Linked DNA regions of Cricetulus griseus: region 2 is linked to region 1. A link is a contact called in public Hi-C data. All regions are on one chromosome and are shown on one strand. The core of a region is the stretch at or near the end of the contact, and the rest is flanking DNA. Distances in the headings are between cores, read along the strand shown. Region 1 has its middle 40 kb from the start of Snx9. Region 2 overlaps Snx9 (sorting nexin-9).

Region 1 (3,612 bases), core at 429-2,928:
GAGTCCTGAAGCAGAAAGGTCCCTGTGGCCAAAGCATGGCTGAAGGCATGAGTGTAGGGATTTCACTAGACCCAAGATAAATGATAAATGGGCATTTATTGGGGAACACTTACACAGATAATAATAAAGAACCATGAGAGCGCTTCTTAGGTGACCCAAGAGAAAGATTGCAAGCAAAAGAAGCCAATGCCTCAAGCTTCCCTCTTTCTGCTTCCATCTGCCTGAAGTCACACTCAAAGGGGTGTGGCCACTGTTACAGGTTCACAGGCTAGACCGCTACACATGGGTCTGAGGAGCACTGGTGACAAGAAGGTCTTTAAGAAGCACATGGGTGCCAGGTCACATGCCAAGAAGCACAGACATTATCTGGAAAGCTGAGAGGGAAATGGCAACATCAGAAGTGTGACTTCAGAAGCCGTGTCCAGCGGTGTGGAGACCGGATTCAAACTCTGAAGTCTGCGATAGAGAGATCACTGGGGGGCTTCTGATGCAGCAGCCTAACTTCCCGATGACCCAGGAGATAAGCAGCAGACTAGAAGCCTCTGGAGTCAGGAAGCATCCACAATACTTGAGGTGCAGAACAGATCAGACTTATTGACTAAGTGGTCATCAATGAATAGTAGAGGCATGCACCAGGGATGACTCAAGGATTCTGGTCACTGTCACCAGGCAGATGGTGATATCATTTGCCTTCAATGAGCTTCATGGGGGAATCTCCATCTTATTAGTGTGTTGCGCTGTTGGCACATAGATGCTGAGCATTTATGGGCTGCAGCCAGCATAGGCGTTGATGGGGAAATGATAAAGAATGAGCTGGGAGGGGTTGCTATGCATCGGGAAGCTGCGTGCCCACAGCTGGAATTCCAAGGTGAGATCAGCCCTGGAGGTATGGATTCATGACACATTGTCCTTCAGAGAAGGAGGATGGGAAGCCACAAGGAATCATGACCATGTCCTGAGAAACCCCTTGGGTAAGGGGCCAAAAGATGAGCAGGAGTCTTTGAGAGCTTTGAAAAATTGGCAAAGACAAAACAAAACAGTAGAGTTATAGAGTATGGGGGGGTGGGCAGCCCTGTCCTCGGGGAAGCCAAACAGAATAAGGACTGAAACTTAGCTATCCAACTTGCCAAAGAGGACGCAGTGGTCACATCGCTCCCTTGCAGGAGTCCTGAAATCCATGAATGAAGTGAAGCTTCATTCTAGGAACATGGGGCTGAGAAAGAGGCCCAGCTGTTGTGCTGGAAATGATCCAGATCCAGAAAGGACCCAGTGCTAAGGACTCAGGAGTCTGTAAGCTGGCTGATAGCATAGCCATTGTTACAAGTTAAATCATACAAATTTACAAATCAAATGAGTTATGCTAAAAAGAAGGGTAATAAATAAGCAGCCAAGGCACACCACTTCTTATTAAGTGTGGTTTCTTATTGCCGATGCTGCCCATTGTACACACGTATGTACACTGTACACATACATTGTCTGTGTACAGGGACTGCTATGTAACTATAGGCTACTGTGCATCTCTTCCCAACTCACGCATTAACTTGTAGATAGCTCAGTATTGGCTTTGGTGAAAGTGTTCATTCTGTGACAGTCGGCAAATGTACACTTCAGAGCCCTTTATTTCCACACAGCTGGCTGTTAGTGCCAAGATACCACTGAAACTGAGCCATGGAGTGACACCCACCCCCTTCTTCCCCATGGGAAGTATCCAGCAAGTCCAGACTGACTCACAGTAGCACTGATCACAATCGGTCTGTTAAGCTTTAACCCATAACCAGTCCTCCACCTCAGGGGTGCTAGTTAATGGCTCTAGAGAACTGTCTAGGTAAGGCCAGCCAGCAAGGACACAGAGGGCTTTGTGTCACCGAGGAAATAGATTCCAGCTTCCTGACTTGACACCAAGTGCTGGATTCTAGGCCCAGAAGAAATCCAGAGTTGGAGTAGAAGTCTAGCTGGCAGCTGGTCGCCTGCACTGTGCTTGGATAGGGGCAGAAAGCAGCTGCAGATGGACTCGAGGTCCGTTCTCAGGTGAGGAGGGATCCCCAGTGTATCCCTGTGTCCCCTTCCCATTGCCCCTCAGCCTGGCCTCACAAGCCTATTGGAGGCTATGGGGTACCAGGATGGGGAAGGTGGTGCCTGACAGCCAAGAAGTGGGGTGTGAGGTTTACTAAAGAAGGGGGAGGAGGGAAAAGGGGGAAGGAGGGAAGGGAAGAGGAGGAGGGAGGGAAAGAGGAGGGGGGGGAGGAAGAGGGGACAAGAAGAGTAGGGGAAAGAGAAACCAAAAAAATTATTTTTTTAATTCATTGAACATGAATCATTGGTGTATGAGTCACTTGCTATACTTGAAGGCCCACAAGGGAGAGAAAGACAGGAGGACTCGGGGAGAATTGAGCACATGGTCTAGAGAGAATTAAAAAAGAAGAAACCATCCAAGTGTGTGGTGATACATTATTTATGATTTATTAAAGCTTGCCTGAGGATACAGAAAGCAAAGCCAACCACACTAGTTAGCTATAGAAGCCAGGGGGTGGTGGTACACACCTTTAATTTCACCACTTGAGAGGTAGAGGTATATGGGTCTCTATTAATTCAAGGCCACACTGAGCTACAAGAAATATATCCAGAGCCAGGCAGTGGTGGCGCACGCCTTTAATCCCAGCACTCGGGGAGGCAGAGGCAGGCACATCTATGTGAGTTCGAGACCAGCCTGGTCTACAAGAGCTAGTTCCAGGATGGCCTCCAAAGCCACAGAGAAACCCCTGTCTTGAAAAACCAAAAAAAAAAAAAAAAAAAGAAAAAAAAAAAAGAAAGAAATATATCCAGTTCTAAAAAGAAACAGCTCTCACAAAGATGATCTCAGCACTTGGGATCACACACCTTTAATCCCAGGACTCCTGCATGAGAGGTATTTAAGACAGGAACGGGGTCTCCAAGAGGCATTCATTCTCCAGCCACATTGAGGATAGGAAAGCAATCAATCTCTAGCCATGTTGAGGAGAGCATAGCAGTCTGAGTGAATCTGAGGAGCAGTGAAGTCGGCAGCAGTCTGAGGTTCGCCCCTTTGGTCTGATCATAGGTAGAGGTAAGAGCTAGTGGCTGGCTGCTTTGCTTCTCTGATCTTCAGCTTGAAGCTTGAACCCTAATATCTGTTTCTGGGTCTTTTATTTTTCATGCTACACAAGTGACCTGGGTTTTGTTCCTGCTTCCCTTCACAGTTCTAACCAACAGCAGCAGTGCTTTAAGCACACCTCTGGTTACAGCCCAGATGCACAGCCCCAAGCCAGTTCTAGGTAACCAGTTGACTGTACTGGGAGAGCTGACATGTACATTCTTCTTTAGTTCCTTTTTGTGGTGCTAGTTTCAGAGAACTTATTTTTGGAGTACTGGGAACATGTGTCACTTTTCCAGTCAGAGGACATCATGTATCAAGACACCAAATGCTCTCTGCCATGGTTGCCAATTCCAAGTTGCCACTTTCCTATTGTCTGGCACTACCCTGCATAGCAGGAGATAGTTAGACATGAAAAGGGGCTTTTGAACGAGAGTTGAGTGTAAGGTGTGGGAGGATTGTCTGAAAGCAGGTTTCCAGGCATGGGAACAGCCCAAGGAGTG
Region 2 (3,612 bases), core at 470-2,969, 75 kb after region 1:
AGAAAGCATTTAATTGGGGGCTTGCTTACAGTTTCAGATTTAGTCCATTATTGTCATGATGGGTGGAATGGTAGCTGGCAGGTAGGTAGGCGTGGTGCTAGAGCAGTAGTAGCTCAGAGCCTTTATCTGATCCACAGGCAGGAGGCAGAATGAAATAGAGAAACTAGGAGTAGCATGCTCCCCTATTTCAAGTTTCAAGTTTTGAAACTTAAAAGCCCATCCCCAGTGACACACCTCGTCCAACAAGGCCACGTCTCCCAATCCCAGTTCTGCCAACTCGGAATGAGACATTCAAGTCTGTGAGCCTCTGGGGGCTGTTCTCATTCAAACCACCACAACTGCTATCTCTATAATAAATACCTGAAGTAATTGACCTAGAAAAGTCTTATCTTGGTTCATGAATTTGGAGGTCCTGGACCGTGACTGATTGGTTCTGTCCTTTTAGGCGTGTGGCAAGGCAGCACTGTGTGGTCAGACTGTGTGGCGAGATGGAATCACCTCATGGTCTGCAAACAGAAGAGCCAAGAATGAGGCCAGAGTCCCAGGGTCTTTCAGAGGTGCATTCCCAGTGACCCTAAGACTCCTGTCAGAGCCCACCCCTCAAAAGTCTGCTTCTTTCCAAATCTCGTGTATTAGAGATCTTGTCCTTGATGGATAGGAGGAAAAGCGCAGGTGACAAGGAGAGAAAGTGTGGAAACAGGCAGGAGCCAAGTACTAGTAGAGGAAAGAGAAGAGGAGCAGATGATGAGGCTGCCCAGGGGTCTTCAGTGATGAGGGTTCCCTGCTTTGCAGATGCTTAATGGGCAATTTGTCTTCTGACAGTTTATGCTTGTTTAAAATGTGCTTTAGATCTTTTTGTTCTCCTAAATTATTCTCCATCCTGTTTCCTAAGAAACATCTCTAGTTTTTAAAGCATGTTTTAAACGTGTTTACACCATTTGTCACTTTTCCTGTGGGTCTTAGTCCATTGTGCCGCCATTGCAGAACTCTGGAGGGCAGGCAGGTAACTTACAAAGAATGGGATCTGTTCTCCCAGCATTATGGAAGCTGGGAAGTCAAAGTTCCAGACTATGTTAGGGCCTACTCTGCATCCCAAGTGGCACCATGAATACTTTGTCCTGGGGGGAGAGCATTGGTTGCTCACATTGGCAGAACAGCTGGAGAGAGAGAGACCCCTCTCACAGGCCTGTTTTGTGGCATTACACTCTGAGAGCCAACAGTACCTCCCTTAAGGTCTGCTCCCAACACTGTTGACATGGGGATTAAGTTCCAGTGTGAGTTTTAGAGGGGCAAAAACATTCTAACCATCCTGGTGTGACATGTCCACTAACATCTAAAGTATGAAGAGGTGTCCACCTCTGTTTCACTGTTTCACACTCTGGTTCACCATATCATACCTAGTGAACAAGGAGCCTCCGCATCTCTATCTGGGGACTCACTGGATTTAGAAGAACTGGAAAAATGCAGCAAGCATCTCAAGGAGCAGCAACAAAGCAGCAGGCTGCGCTCCAGCCCAGAGCTTGGCCAGCACACTGGGCCCCCCTCGAGAGGAAGCTCACTTCCTTCCGCAGGGCACCCTCACATTTATCTCCTCCTGCCCCATTGCGGAGGATTGAGGGTGATGTGACATGTTTTCAAAAACTGTCCTACAACATGACAAGCAGAATTGTATCTACTTTGCAGCTGTGTGAGGAGAGTACCTCCACGTGGTTCCTTTGTCCTTTGTCCTGGTCTGAGGAGACTGGCCGTGTTTGTCCCACTGCCTGTCTCTCAGCCCGTTCTTTGCTCCCAGGGAACGACTGATGGATTTCCTGACTGGCAAACTACACTGCCATTTCCAGTATTTTTTAGGAAAAATTTCAAGTGTGCAGAAAAATTTGAAACAATTTTCCATTCAACAGCACTAAGCACCATTAAATTCTGTAGCATTGTTAAACACCCAGTTTATGACGTGTTCACCTGGTAGTTTGTCTTATTTTTTTATGTATTTCAAGATAGTGGGTCCCCCATCTTGAGTCACTGCTTGTGACTCTTTCATCTCTGTTAAAATAGTTAGGATTGAAGCGAAAGGAAAACGGTGGCCAGCCAAAGGCTGGCTCTTGCTGTGTGGTGGGTGTTTGATGAAGACTGTTTAAGTGAAGGCAACTGCACTGTCTTGTTTCACTAGCTATATAGGAAACCCCAGTTTCCTTTTCATCATAGCTGGGTACTTCTAAAGCAAACACTGTGACCTAGGCACATGTGACCCCAAGTTTTAGATGGACTGCCGGAGGGAGATAATGCATGAAACATATACTTAGAGCTGGAAATTGGTCAGAACCTGGGCATGGTGGCTGAAGTAGGAAGACTGCCACAGTCACTTGTGGGCCACCCTGGGCTACAGGAAGAGACCCTGTCCCAAGCAACAACGAAGACACTGCATTAAGGACATAAGTTCATGGCAGAGTGCTTTCCTAACATGTGCAGTGCCCTGGCTTTGATCCTAGCAGCACACACACACACACACACACACACACACACACACACACACACACACTTTTATAACCATAGTTCTCTCTGGTGAAACATGCCTGACATTGCCTCAGGGAACACAATTTTTCATTGCTGTCTCAAGGACCCACCTGTAGAATAAGCTGAAAGCACAGCCTTCCTCACACCACAGACAACTCCCTTTAGTCTGCTTTTTCCATTCATTCATTCATTCATTCATTTCTGCATGCATGCACGCATGCTTCTGTGTGAGGGGTGTGCATGCATGTTTGCACACTTGGGCACATGGGTGCCAGTGAGCATGCCTATGTATGCATGCATATATATGTAGAGACCTATGGCTGACATCAGACGTCTTCCTCAGTTGCTATTCACTGTAGTTAAGGCAGGGTCTCAGCTGAGCCCAGAGCCTGCTGATTGGGCTAGTCCGGCTACTTCACTTGCTCCGAGATCCTGTCTCTGCCATCCAAAGGCAATAATTAAAAGCAGGTCAGAATTGGCAGGCATTACATGTGTGCTGGGGAGCCAAACTCTGACCCTCATGCTTGTGAGAGTTACCCACTTTGGAAGTTTGGAAATCATAGCTGTTTAGGTAACTTGGCTAGTATACGCAGCCCTGTCTAACTCTTGAGCCAGTGGGAAGTATGGTCGAGAGTCAGTGTCTGTTATGTATGAGTCTCAGATTTCCAAGTTAAATTGTTAGAAACACCATGTTATCAAAAGTCATCCTGGGGCCAGCTCCTGGACTGAGTGTTTGACCACAGGAGTTTTCTTATGTGTGAACCTGGAATGGCGTGCATGCCTGTGAGCAATACTGCCGTTCCCAGGTGTACCTGTTATAAACACCTGCGTCTACTTGCGACTGTCCAGCAAAACGCATGGCCTTTTCTTTGTGAAACATGTCTGTTGGAGCTGTATCCTAGGACTAATTTCTAAGTGCAGTGTGTGCAGGGTGTGTGGCTATCGGGGTTCCTGAGAAGACCATCCTCTTAGACTGTCTCCCTTTCTTCCTGATCAGCCACAGCCACTGCCAGGTTCACCCCATTGTGTTTACAGGCAAGCTAAAGGTTGTTGAGGTTTTGTGTTTGACATGCATCTCTAACTTCTCCTTTTCCTGTCCAC

What was found. A called contact is a pair of places that touch in the nucleus more often than the background predicts.
Region 2: a Hi-C map of liver shows a contact between it and region 1, with 2.5 times the contacts expected there. The contact joins two enhancer-like sites. A contact is called at or near these places in 3 of 8 Hi-C or Micro-C datasets (the CHO-K1 cell line and liver).

What each region holds. Positions count from the first base shown.
Region 1 is chr2:286,928,138-286,931,749 of CriGri-PICRH-1.0, forward strand. No RefSeq gene overlaps it. Among named protein-coding and RNA genes, the nearest start is that of Snx9, 40 kb to the right of the region's middle. Within about 2 kb of position 1,679, at least 3 of the 6 cell types and tissues checked have open chromatin away from gene starts, as enhancers often do.
Region 2 is chr2:287,002,857-287,006,468 of CriGri-PICRH-1.0, forward strand. All of the region lies in intron 1 of Snx9 (sorting nexin-9), which reads left to right. Among named protein-coding and RNA genes, the nearest start is that of Snx9, 34 kb to the left of the region's middle. Within about 2 kb of position 1,720, at least 1 of the 6 cell types and tissues checked has open chromatin away from gene starts, as enhancers often do.